Linked DNA regions of Mus musculus: all the other regions are linked to region 2. The links are chromatin contacts, called in public Hi-C and HiChIP or PLAC-seq maps. All regions are on one chromosome and are shown on one strand. The core of a region is the stretch at or near the end of the contact, and the rest is flanking DNA. Distances in the headings are between cores, read along the strand shown.

Region 1 (3,803 bases), core at 1,023-3,522, 140 kb before region 2:
TGTTTTTTGTTTTTTGGGTTTTTGTTTTGTTTTGTTTTGTTTTTGTTTTTTGTTTTTTGTTTTTGTTGTTGTTGTTGTTTTTTTTTTTTGCTGTGATGAACTGATTTCTTACACACTTAATTTTTTTTTTTTACACATTACACATTTACATGTGTAACTATGATTACTGAGACAGAAATCAAATCATCTGAGTGCAAGGACGCCTTCCTGGAATGTGTCTAAGTGATCCATAGCATGAAATGCATGTGTTATTATTACCACATAAAACTGTGTGTATGACAAAATTATTTACGTGCATATTCTTCACGCTTTAGTCTCAATGAGACTGACTATCAGCAAGTCTGTCAAATTGAGTTTGGAAGCAACTAGTCTACTCTTTGTATGTCTTGCTCCTCAAACCTGGCATTCTTGGTGGCCTATGATTTTGTTTCTATACCAAGCACCCTCTTCCAGCTTTGCCCCTGGGTATATATGATCTAGTACCAGCTTCCTGACAAGAGAAATCAACTCATAATGCAAGAATGGAAGGTTGCTTTATGTTCCGCTCCCCTGGAGGTGGTTTTATCTTTTCTAATATGTCTGAATAGAAAGAAATTGCTTACTTCATTGTATTGGGGGAAATTCACACCCAAATTGATACATTTTTAGCAAGAAGCCATTCCATTTAAATTAGATAGCCAACTGTAAGGCAGGTTCAGGACCAATTGTGGGTGGTGTTTTAAACAAGGAAGGAAGATGATATTAGAACAGAAATATAAAGATTAGGTACTAGGACCTAGTACAGGGGTCTGAGATTTAAAAAGAAAAAAAGAATAAAAATCAGTTATGGGTTTAATGTAAATTCCACTCACAGTGAAATAATATATTCTAGGCTCATGCTAAAGCCCTTTATGTACCCAGCCTCATTTAGTGCCTATAATGACTTATTGGTGCTAATGGGATCCTCATTATATAGCTGGGAAAGAGAGACAGAAATGTTGGGTGTCTTTTTCACAGTCTTACAATAAGTGAGGAGAGCAGCCAGGCATTAATTGTGGGATAATTAGCATAGGAGAGAATGTTTTGTATTCTGGGTGGGAAGCTTTCCAAATTCTGTAACCCTCCCTGGGGGGGGGGGAGGGGGACGATTACAGTTTCATGAACAGAAACACAGAAGAAAAAAAAAGGATCAGAAACATTACTCATGATTTTTTTTTACACTCATCTCAAACTTCAGTTATGTATCATGAGTTAGTCACATAAATTCCAGACTTAGGAGTGTTTGTGGGAAAATATTTTTATTCCATTCTTCTTTCACCTCTGTCAGATTCCAAACTTCCTTTCAAATTTCCAGCTTCCGAATAAACAGAACACCTTCCTCACTGTGGCCCACACCTCTTTCCTGGACTGCTCGGGGACCATAGCTTTGTACTCTGTCCCCACTCCAGTTTAGACTTCATAAAAGTAAGACTTTTGTTTAAAGGTGTCTTACAGTAAGAAGCATGCACACCCACTAACTAAGGTCCTCTCTACGTAGAAAAATCTCTTAGATAATTGCATCTTCTTCCACAAAGTGTTCACCACTTAGTGCGTGTGTTCATTTCCGGTTTGTACAGGGCTCTACTTTTTATCTCACTTTCTTGCATTGCTTCACACTGTTTCCTTCTCTTTTCCATAGCTTGTCTTAAAAAAGAACTAGAAGAGTGTTATTTTGTGAGAAAAAAAAAAAAACATAGTGGACTATTCTACTCACAAACCTACAAAGGAGATATGTGTATGTGTGTGTGTGTATATTTTTTTAAAAAATAATATTGGTTTTAATTTTTCCATGTAATATACTTGATATTTTTCCTCCCTAACTTCTCCCAGGTCCTTCCTACCTCCACACGCACAGAACTTCATGCTTTTTCTTTTTTTAAAATAAATAATGAAAAACACCCAAAGTCAATGCAAACAAACATAAAAAATTACCAAACCAAATAAAAACAACAGAAAGCTCACAGAAATATCATGGAAAAAATTTTTGTGTTGGCCAACTACAAGGATGGGGCTTGCTCTGGACTGTGGTTGATACAACCACTGTTACTCCATTTGAGAAAACTGATTTTTCCCCCTCTCCCCACAGCTATTGATTGTGTGGCAAATAGCTCCTTGGCTAAGAATGGAACTCTAAACCCAATTCCATTTCTCAATTCTGTGATTTGTTTGGCTTGAATTTCTATAGGCTTTGTGGATAGTGTCACATGTTCAGTGAGTTCATATATGAATCAGCACCCTGGTGTCTGAAAAATGCTCTTTCTTTGGAGTCATCCACCACATTCGACTCCTACAATCTTTTCACATCTTCTGTGGAGGAGTGTTATAAAACCCCAAATCTCTCATTCTGAGCATTGCTCAATTATGGATCTCTGTATGAATTATCATGCGCTGCAAGAAGCTTCTCTGATAAGAGTTGAACAATGCACTGGGCTATGGGTTGAGCAATACTATTAGTTGTTTTCTTGTTGTAGTCATTTGGCACAATATTAGGGGTAGGCTTCCTTCTGGGGCCTAAAACCTGTATTGTCTTGGTCATGAGCAGTATCAAGGATAGGTGCCATCTTGTGGAACAGGTTTTAAATCTAACCGAATGTCATTGGTTGCTCCCATAACATTTGCGCCAGGATTGCACATTGTGCCTCGTAGGCAGGTCATTATTGTAGGTCCCAGGGCTCTTAGCTGGGTGATTGTGATGCTTACTTTCCTCCTCCAGTAGCTTACATAGTGCCTTTCAGCGCCATGGATGCTAGTCAGTAAATGTGAGGTTTCTAGTTGGGCATCAGCTCAATTTCTTCATGTTTAACGCCATACATAAGTGATGTCTTTAGCAATGAGGCTTCACATCCGATAGTCTGTAATGTTGGGGGAGTGTATAGGACTCCTTTGGCCAATGACTCAACATGATGTAACCCATTCCTGGTAAGGGGGCAGTTTACTTGGAAGCATAAGATGCCTAACTGGGGTATTGTCTCCTCTACTGTTTGGTAGGTGCACTTAAAATAGTCCTTTGATCTATATATGTTTTAGGAAGCTTCTGCGGCAGTAGATTTCCTTATGGCTTTTGAAAAGGTCTTTAGTGTTTGCTGTCTTTCCTCACATTACCTCCATTACCCTCCCATTCCATCTCCATCCCCATTTAATCTTCCAATCCTAGTTTCTCCTTTATGCTCTTTCTTCACACTGTTTCTTGACCTTTCAAATAATCAGCCTTTTCTTACCACTCTAAATGTGCTTTGGTCATATCACCAGCATAGGCTCCATAGTCCTTTCGGGAGATAGATGAGATTAGATTGGCTGCCTAAACCTCCTTCAGTTCTGAGCAATAAGAAGGGTGCATCTATAAAGCCCATTTTTCTCAACAAAGCCAAGTATGGCATTATGGGTGTACACATACTTTCTTAAATGTGAATGGAAACATTAAAAAAGACCCAGAAATACCATGTTTATCTTGACCCAGATAGACACACATGGTATGTACTCACTTATGGGTGAATATCGGCTGTAGAGCAAAGGAAATTCACGCTGCAATCTACAGACTCTGAGAGGATAAGTAACAAGGACTCAAAGAGGAAATATGAATTTCCCTAGGGAGGGAAAATTGAATAGATTTTGCGCAGGTGGATTGAGGGAGGGTGCGGATTGGAACAGGAGGAAATAGGTGGGGAAGGGGGACTGAAGGATTGAGTACTGAGAGACAACTGGAATTGGGGTGCATTTTAGGGGCAAGGTAGAAACCTAGTGCAAAGGAAACTAGTAGGAATCTACAAGGGTGACCCTAGCTAAGA
Region 2 (3,925 bases), core at 300-2,799:
TTTTATCCCAGGCATCCAGACTTGTCAGGCTCATTTGGAAACCAGACACCCATTCAGCTTCGTTAGTCTCCTCATCTGATCCCCTCTGTTCCTGAATTCCTCTTTATACTCAGAAATCTTAACTGCTGTGAACTGGAGACTCCCCTATAACCAACGCCTCTTCATTTCGTGGCTGAATTGAACTCCTAGATCTATCTCAAAGTCTCTGGTGCCCCTCCCAGGCAGGTTGGTTGCAGTGCCTGAGAAGTAGGTAGTTGCTTTCCTTAGGCAGTCTCTCTTATTTGTACTAGTTTCTTTTGATTTTTGAGAGTCACAGTTTTCTTTAAGCATGATATAGCGGCCTTAGACTTTACCCCCTATTTCTTTTCCAATCATTCTATTCCATTTTTTGTTGTGAATGTTTAAAAATTAATTATTGTGTTAACTAGCGACTCCAATGGCATGCTCCCAATGAAAGGGCAAACTAATTAGACAAAGCTACTTGAGCATTCGATAGTACAGCGAGAGGGAAAAAGGGCACTTCAGGCTAGAGTGCTGGAGTGTGTGATTATATCCCCACATAATCCAAGGATGTGGGATCTTTGAGTACATATGAGTCTCCATTTTCTGTTAAACTTCAGAAATTTTCTCCACGTTCTTTGATAATGTCAGTCCCTGGCTCATGCTTTCTTCCCTTTTGTTGTTGTTGTTGTTGTTGTGTGATGACCTCAACAAACACATGGATTTTCATACAACACTTGTGCTGATTTTTCCATCTTCCTAAAATCCAGTCCCCTTGCCTTCCTTCCTATCCAGCTGTAACTGGAGAGGAGATTCCATGGGATCTCCCCATGTGTCTGTTTTGACTCCTAAGCCCAGATTTCTTTTGAATTCTACCATGGTATCCCAGTCCTCAGTCAGATGTTATTTATGGAGAATTGACTCCAACGTGTCTACATGCAATAGCGGTTGACTAGCAATGGTAACTGGGTAGAAGGTGCTTTTGTTACTGGGTGAAGGGCAAGACATCCTGTGGAAATGCACATCGAAGAAAGATCAATAACAGCCTTTATAAATGTCATTTAAAATGCCATTCAAAACAACCATAAAGGTTAATGGCATTTTGTTTTGATTGTTTCAAAATATATTATCAGATTAAATAGAAGCTACGATGACTTGCTTCCCATGAAAGGACAGAATAATTAGCCACAGTTATTTAAGCACCGGTAAATATATGAAAAACCAAAACAACACACCCTATTAATCAAACCACAATGCCTGTCAGGTTGTGTGCTAAAACTTCTATCTACACAACACAAGGAAGCAGGCCTTTTCACACAGGTAAGCACTCAGTAAAGTCAAGAGTTAACATTGAACAGTTACCAGGGGTCAGGAAAGGCATTTTTTATGCAGTCAGGGACAGTCTTAAGTGTTCTAAAGAGTTACAGACAAACTCAGAAGACAAGTTCAGATATGCCAGGTCATTTTAAGATGAGAACTTAAAACTGTTCTTGGGTGGTGGTGTCTCTTTGGTTACCATAGCAAAGTTGGAAGAGCTTAAACACTACGTGTTACAAATTGCTTAAGAATGACTCAACCCTGACTCTCTTGCCTATGGTGAAACTCGTCTGAAACACTTGAGTCAATTTGGAAATCTATGCTTAAAGACCAGACACTGCAGTATGGTCAGGACTTATTAAAAAGAGACAATCTGTAATATCTTGTTTAAAATAAGCAGAAAGCCCCCGCGCTTCACCTGGGCAGCACAGTAGACCTAGCCTGGTGGCTTGGGTACAGGAAAGCTGATGGGTTCAGCAACTCCAACCCAGGCCCAGATCCAGGGCTTTGAATATGCTCACCCCAACATCTGCCCCATCTGTGAAATGCTGGAGTGTGTGAAGGGGCCAGTCCTGCAGATCCAAAGCTGCAGAGTTTCCACGACACAGACCGACAACAGGATATCTGAGAGAAACCCCAGTGAGATTCCAGTATTGATAGTATAGCAGAAGCCAGAGGCCTCAAACCAGACTCATTGCAATGAACATTTGGAAGTAAAGAGGTTTGGCCAAAGGAATACCCGTGTGACACATTGTGACACACTGCAGCTTCCACAGTGAGATTTTTGTTGTTGTTTGTTTTGTTTTGTTTTGATTTTGAGGTTTTAATTTTTTTATTTTTATTTCTATTTTTTGAGGGGAGGTTGCAAGGATGGAGAAGATACCCCAGGACTTGAGATATAGATGCTGTAAAGGGGTGACGAGATGAGTGGGATTGGGGGTGCATGGTGTATAATTCATATACAATAAGAAGTTAAAAACAAAAAAAATTGTTAAAAATGTCCCAAATGTGAAGGCCAACAGGACACCTGAGCGACTGGGATTCCATCAGTGGAAATTACATATATATATATATATATATATATATATATATATATATATATATATACATATTTATATATATATGCAAAACATCACTTTCTCAAATCCTATTTGTATCCAAGATTGTTCTATTTAGAGATGAACAGTGTACGTGCAGCCTCCCTGAAGTAGTTCACAATCAATGAGCATCCAGGGAGGGTATGAAGCATCTCTCATGGACCACTGTGTAGAAGCTGATGCTGAGTCTGCATCTTCCTTTGAATTTCCTGGACCCCAAGACATTTCCCCCTTCTCCTTCCTCACTGAACCCACTGCTCTTGAGTTCCCACTGCTGTTTGGAGGACAGGAAAAGCAGAGATCACTGTCATGTCTTTTAATATCCAAGATGATGGCTTTTGTGGAGAAAGAGGACACCTCTGGTATTGCCTAAGTACCAGCAATTGTTCTACACTCTCTCTTAGTGAGCCTTTTGCTACTGTGAACTGTAATGATGTGGTTGTCAAATTCATGCCGTACCAGGCATAAAAAAACAAACAAACAAAAAAAAAAACAAAACAAAACCAAAAACCCTGTAAGATCTGCTTCTGAGAACTGACCTAGAATGATTTTTTAATGAGAAAAAGAATATTAATCTATCAATACCAGGTAATTAGAATTTAAAAAAAATGTTCTACATGGTTCACATTTAGTAAAAGAAACACACAAATCTAGATTTAAAACTTCCATTTTCAACTTCCAGGGAATTGCTTAGTGTTGGATTTTGTAGTAAGGGAGCTCAGTCAGGGTTCTATCCCCCCCTCCCCCCAGCCTGGGAAGATCGCTCTGTTGCTTCACTGGTCAGTTGCCTCTTCTAGCATTTGCTTATTGCTTCCACAGTAGTTAGTAGTCCTCAGCCTTCCTAAGCCTGTGACCTTTTAGTACAGTTCCTCAGGTTGTGCTTAAGCCCCAGCCATAGGAGTATTTTCATTGCTCCTACAAATGGTAAAGTAATTACCTGTTTTCAGATGGCCTTGAGACCCCAGTGAAAGGGCCGCAACACACAGGTTGAGAACCAGTGTTGTAGACTCTTGAAAAGAGATGTGTGTATGAGGCATTTTCTTTTATTGCTAATGGATGAAGGCGGGCCCAGCCCACTGTGGGCGGTATCATTCCTAGGCAAATGTGCCTGAGTTGTGTAAGAAAGGCAAAAGGAACAAGATGGTAGAAACATTTCTCCAAAGTCTGTTTCAGTTTCTGGCTCTAGGATCCTTTCTGAGTTTCCCTCAATAAGGGATTCTAATCTGTAAGCCAAATGCCCTCTGAAACTGTTTATGGTAATGGTGTTTATCATAGCAACAGAAGCAAACATGGGCATCAACTAACAACAAACATGTCCAGGTATCTTGAGCACCTCTTAGACAAGGAGGCCACAATCTTATACTGCAAGGGCAAACTAACTACTGAGGGGAGATCCAGGCCTGGTGGATCTACACCATCCCCACATTTCATTTGTTCCATGATAGATACATGTAATTATTCTTAGTGAATGACACTTAGTGTCACCCTCATTCTGTCTCAGTCAGAGGCAT
Region 3 (4,137 bases), core at 1,378-3,877, 250 kb before region 2:
AGATAGTAAGTATTCTCTGCATTGAAGACATCAGATTTTTAAGAGGTTATCATCTATGAAAAGGTATACAACCATATTACTTTCTTTTTGTTATGCTACAGAGTATAGATTTATATTAGTTCTTATTTGCTATGTAGTCTGTAGAAGATAAAAATGCCTAGATAGTTTCATTACATTTTATCAAGCACTCTTAAAATCCAGACTTTTTATCTGATCAAAGAACAAGATGTACTTGAGATAAACCCAACACTGTATACAATGAATATACATGGATGAAAATTTGTAAAAGTCTCTCTCTATATAAAACACCAAATGATTCTGAACAGAAGCTTTATTTTATTTATTCTTTATTATTTATCACTAGACATAATTTATTCTGTGTATATCATTTCAGCACATGAACACATATACAAACATTCTCTCTCTCTCTCTCTCTCTCTCTCTCTCTCACACACACACACACACACACACACTCACGCACACACACACACAGAGTCATTTAAGATTCAAGGTTACTGGGAGTGATTTTTTACAAGGGTGTTGAAAGTGTTTCTCTTAGCAAGATGCTTATACACAGCAATATTTATATAAAAATAAGCAAGGGTGATTTAAGAAGTCTAGTTATAATATATGTAATTAATGTTATCATTTCTACAGCTAAGACTACTCAACTCCAAACTTTCACCTTATTATAATTATTGTAAACCTCTCAAAGAATGCAAGGTCTATATGTACATGTCAAATATTCCTGGCTGGTCACTTTATACACTTTGGGATGAACTCTGTGTGACCTTCTTTCCATTCAAAAGATTGTCCTCTGTATCTAGAGCAACAGTGGTTGGAAAGATCAACTTGTGATGATTTTGAGAATATTCCTTTAAATAATAATTTTAATAGTGACCACAAGGCATTGCAAAGCCCTGCAGTATTTTTCTGAAATGAAGATAAGCTTTTCATTAGAAATTCGGTGTATACGGGGGGGGGGGGCGGCGGGAAGGTATAGGGGATTTTCGGGACAGCATTTAAAATGTAAATGAAGAAAATATCTAATAAAAAAATGAAAAAAAAACCCAGAAATTTGGTGTATGAGTGAGCTGAAGTCCTTAGAAAGTAGAGTTCCATTTTCTGTGTATAGTTTTAACAAGGTTTGTACAGTATACATTCATAATATGTGGTTACAGTGAATGCCATATTCTGTTGCTATGTTGGGGAAAGGGAACATTCTCATATACATTTTTCCTCTATCACATGAAGTTATAGGTTGTCTCTGCTCCCTGGGTCTATCCAGGAACCACAATTTGAAGATCATTTCATTTGTATAGCTCCAGTGGCTCTGTAGTCAGCAAGTATGAACATTGTAAATGGAAATGCACACTCCTTTAAACATAACCGTTTCAAAAACCAGAACATGGTTGTGCTTACAGGTTCCTATGTGTTCGCTGATTTATTCAGATTGCTGCCTTTCTTAGGTTGGGACTGGAACAGGAGGGATCAGGTGGGAGTAGTCCTGGCAGGGAGATAATACCAGGAAAGACAACTAAAGTTGGGGATATCTTGGGGATTAACTAGAAACATAGTGCAATGGAAACTCCCAAGAGTCTATGAGGGTGACCCTAGCTAAGACTCCCAATAATGAGGGATGCAGAGCCTGAACCAGCTATCTCCTGTAATCAGGCAAGACTTCCACCAACTCAGCCACAAAACCTTCAACCTACAATTTATCTACGTGGGATAAAGGTATCTCAGAAACTGTAGGAGTGGCCAACCAATGACTAGTCCAGCTTGAGACCCAATCCTACCAGAGGGAGCCCACCCCTGACATTGCCTGGAGGGTCAGGACACAGAGGGTGGATAGCCCAGAGGTCTAGGATAGAACCAAACAGAACACACAGGAAACAAACAACAACCAAACCAAAGCAACAACAACAACAAAAAAAAATTCTCTTTAACCAAACCAACCAATCAACCAAACAAAATGGTTCCAAATGATATTCTGATATGCTTGTAGAATGGAGCCTAGCATAATTGCCATCAGAGAGGCTTCATCGAGCACCTGATGGAAACAGATGCAGAGACACACAGCCAAACATTAGGCAGGGCTTACGGAATCCTGCAGAGGAGGAGGAAGGATGGTAGGAGACAGAGAGGTCAAGGGCTCCACAAGAAAACTTACAGAGTCAACTAACCTGGGCTCATAGGGCCTGACAGACTGGATTAACAATCAGGGAGCCTGTGTAGGTCTAACTAGGCCCTCCACAAACACATTATGGTATCTTGGCCTCTCGTGGATTCCTAGCAGTGAGAGCAGTGGCTGTCTCTGACTCTTTTGCCTGCCTTTGCGACCCTTTCTTCTTGCTGGGCTGCCCTGTCCAGCCTTGATGTGAGGATATTTGCTTAGTCTTATTGTAACTTGTTATGCCATGTTTAGTTGAGATCCCTGGGAGGCCTATTCTTTCCTGAAGAAAAATGGAGGAGGAGTGGATCTGGGTGAGAGGGGAGTTAGGGACGGGAAACTGGAAGGAGTGGAAACTGAGGTCGGGGAAACTGAGGTAGCTACATTTGCAGCATGATTCCTGTTTGTGGAAGACTTGCTAGGTCTCCTCAGCAGTTCGTTTTCTGGTTGTCCAGTAGATGGCAGTCTACGCACTGGTTTTCATTGACCATCTTCCGTGTAGAATCCAGCCTTCATCATAGAAGGAAACATGCAATTGTTCTTTTTTATTGTTTTTGAAAAAGATTTTGGCACAATAAAGCAAATGAAATAATTTACTTAAAATACTTAAGATCTTAGAATAGTAAGAGCAACAAAAACTGTTTTTTTGTTTATTTGTTTGTGTTGTAAATTTTATTTGTTAGGGCATGATTGGCAGCCAAGATGCTGCCTTTAAATGTGACTCGGACATGCTAGATGGTGCTTTGCTCTCCTGGAAGATTTTCTTTTACATTGAAAGCACAACTTAGGGGCAGATGTGAAGTATGACCCCAAAGGTTCAAGTTACAGACTTGGGTCTTAGCTTGGTCCTGTTAGGAGGAAGAGTGTAGCAGGAGCCTTTCAGAACACCAAGAGTGCTTTTGAAGGGGATTGTGGGATCACAGCTCCTTTGATATCCATTTCTGGCTGCTGTGTGAGTGCTTTTGCTCTATTTTGCATTTCTGTCACTGCGTGCTGTCACTAGTCCAAAGCCATGGGTCATCTGATCACGAACCAAAATCTCTAAAACTGGGAGCCAAAAAGTTATTACTATGAAATACTAAGAGGTGGCTCTTAAAGGGGCATTTAGAATGATCTGGGAAAGGAAAGAGAAGAGGGAGAGGAAGAGAAGAAGGAAGGGAGGGAAAGAGTCAAAGAAAAGGAGACACAGAGACACACAGAGAAAGAGGAATATGTAAAAAGATTGAGACAGAGGATAGATGTTTGCCCTAAGGAAGAGGCGGGTTTAAGATTTTCACCCTCATGGTAGTCTTGTGTTTCTCCAAGATTTTATACAGTTGTATAAAAGAAGAACTCATTTTTGATGAAGGAGTAAGGAGGAACCAAGCAATACCACTTACTGTTGAAGCATGTGCCTTTGGGTAGTGTATTAGTTAGGGTTCTCTAGAGTCACAGAACTTATGGGTAGCCTCTATATAGTAAGGGAATTTATTAATGACTTACAGTCTGTAGTCCAACTCCTCAACAATGGTCAGCAGCAGGTGTGAATGGAAGCCCAAGGATCTAGTAGTTGCTCAGTTCTATAAGGCAAGCAGGCAAAGAAGATAGAGTGTATCTTTCTTCTTCCAATGTCCTTATGTAGGTCTCCAGCAGAAGGTGTAACCCAGATTAAAGGTGTGTGCCATCACGCCTTTAATCCCAGAAGACCTTGAACCTAGAGATCTCCCTGTCTTAATCTTCTGGAATTCATAGCCAGTATGCCTTAAGATCTCCATTCCAATATCCAGGTCAGAAACTTCTCCCAGCCTCCAGATTAGGATCACTGGTGATCCTCCAATTCTAGATTGTAGTTCATTCCAGATATAGTCAAGTTGACAACCAGGAATAGCCACTACAGGTAGCAAAGCTCGTACTGGACTGGGGGGAAGCAGCTGATGTCTTTAATCCCAGCATTCCAGTTCGAGGCCAGCTTGGGAGAAGATTAA

The links. Hi-C and Micro-C count contacts between places; a contact is called where the count stands out from the background. HiChIP or PLAC-seq counts read pairs in DNA pulled down with a chosen protein or histone mark.
Region 1: an H3K27ac HiChIP or PLAC-seq map of embryonic fibroblasts shows a contact between it and region 2, with 18 read pairs. The contact joins two enhancer-like sites. A contact is called at or near these places in 1 of 15 datasets of contacts at CTCF or cohesin (the NIH/3T3 cell line), 4 of 484 Hi-C or Micro-C datasets (embryonic fibroblasts, group 2 innate lymphoid cells, muscle stem cells and 1 more) and 2 of 115 datasets of contacts at active chromatin or transcription factors (bone marrow-derived dendritic cells and embryonic fibroblasts).
Region 3: a contact with region 2 is called in a Hi-C map of pancreatic cancer cells, with 9 times the contacts expected there. The contact joins two enhancer-like sites. A contact is called at or near these places in 6 of 39 promoter capture datasets (the 3T3-L1 cell line, the C10 cell line, HPC-7-derived erythroid cells and 3 more), 8 of 15 datasets of contacts at CTCF or cohesin (the NIH/3T3 cell line, embryonic stem cells, large pre-B cells and 3 more), 301 of 484 Hi-C or Micro-C datasets (the 3T3-L1 cell line, 3T3-L1-derived adipocytes, the 4T1 cell line and 150 more), 44 of 115 datasets of contacts at active chromatin or transcription factors (the HPC-7 cell line, the NIH/3T3 cell line, PVALB interneurons and 34 more) and 8 of 9 other capture datasets (adipose tissue, bone marrow-derived macrophages, embryonic stem cells and 5 more).

Annotation. Positions count from the first base shown.
Region 1 is chr6:17,245,665-17,249,467 of GRCm38.p6, reverse strand. No RefSeq gene overlaps it. Among named protein-coding and RNA genes, the nearest start is that of Cav2, 34 kb to the left of the region's middle. Within about 2 kb of position 2,272, at least 36 of the 459 cell types and tissues checked have an H3K27ac peak or open chromatin away from gene starts, as enhancers often do. A contact at or near this core is called in the NIH/3T3 cell line, embryonic fibroblasts and pancreatic cancer cells, where this site is marked.
Region 2 is chr6:17,107,050-17,110,974 of GRCm38.p6, reverse strand. All of the region lies in intron 1 of Gm4876 (predicted gene 4876), which reads left to right. Among named protein-coding and RNA genes, the nearest start is that of Gm15473, 43 kb to the right of the region's middle. Within about 2 kb of position 1,549, at least 85 of the 459 cell types and tissues checked have an H3K27ac peak or open chromatin away from gene starts, as enhancers often do. A contact at or near this core is called in 3T3-L1-derived adipocytes, the NIH/3T3 cell line, adipose tissue and 3 more, where this site is marked.
Region 3 is chr6:17,357,916-17,362,052 of GRCm38.p6, reverse strand. No RefSeq gene overlaps it. Among named protein-coding and RNA genes, the nearest start is that of Gm46953, 22 kb to the left of the region's middle. Within about 2 kb of position 2,627, at least 10 of the 459 cell types and tissues checked have an H3K27ac peak or open chromatin away from gene starts, as enhancers often do. A contact at or near this core is called in 3T3-L1-derived adipocytes, adipose tissue, a colorectal cancer cell line and 1 more, where this site is marked.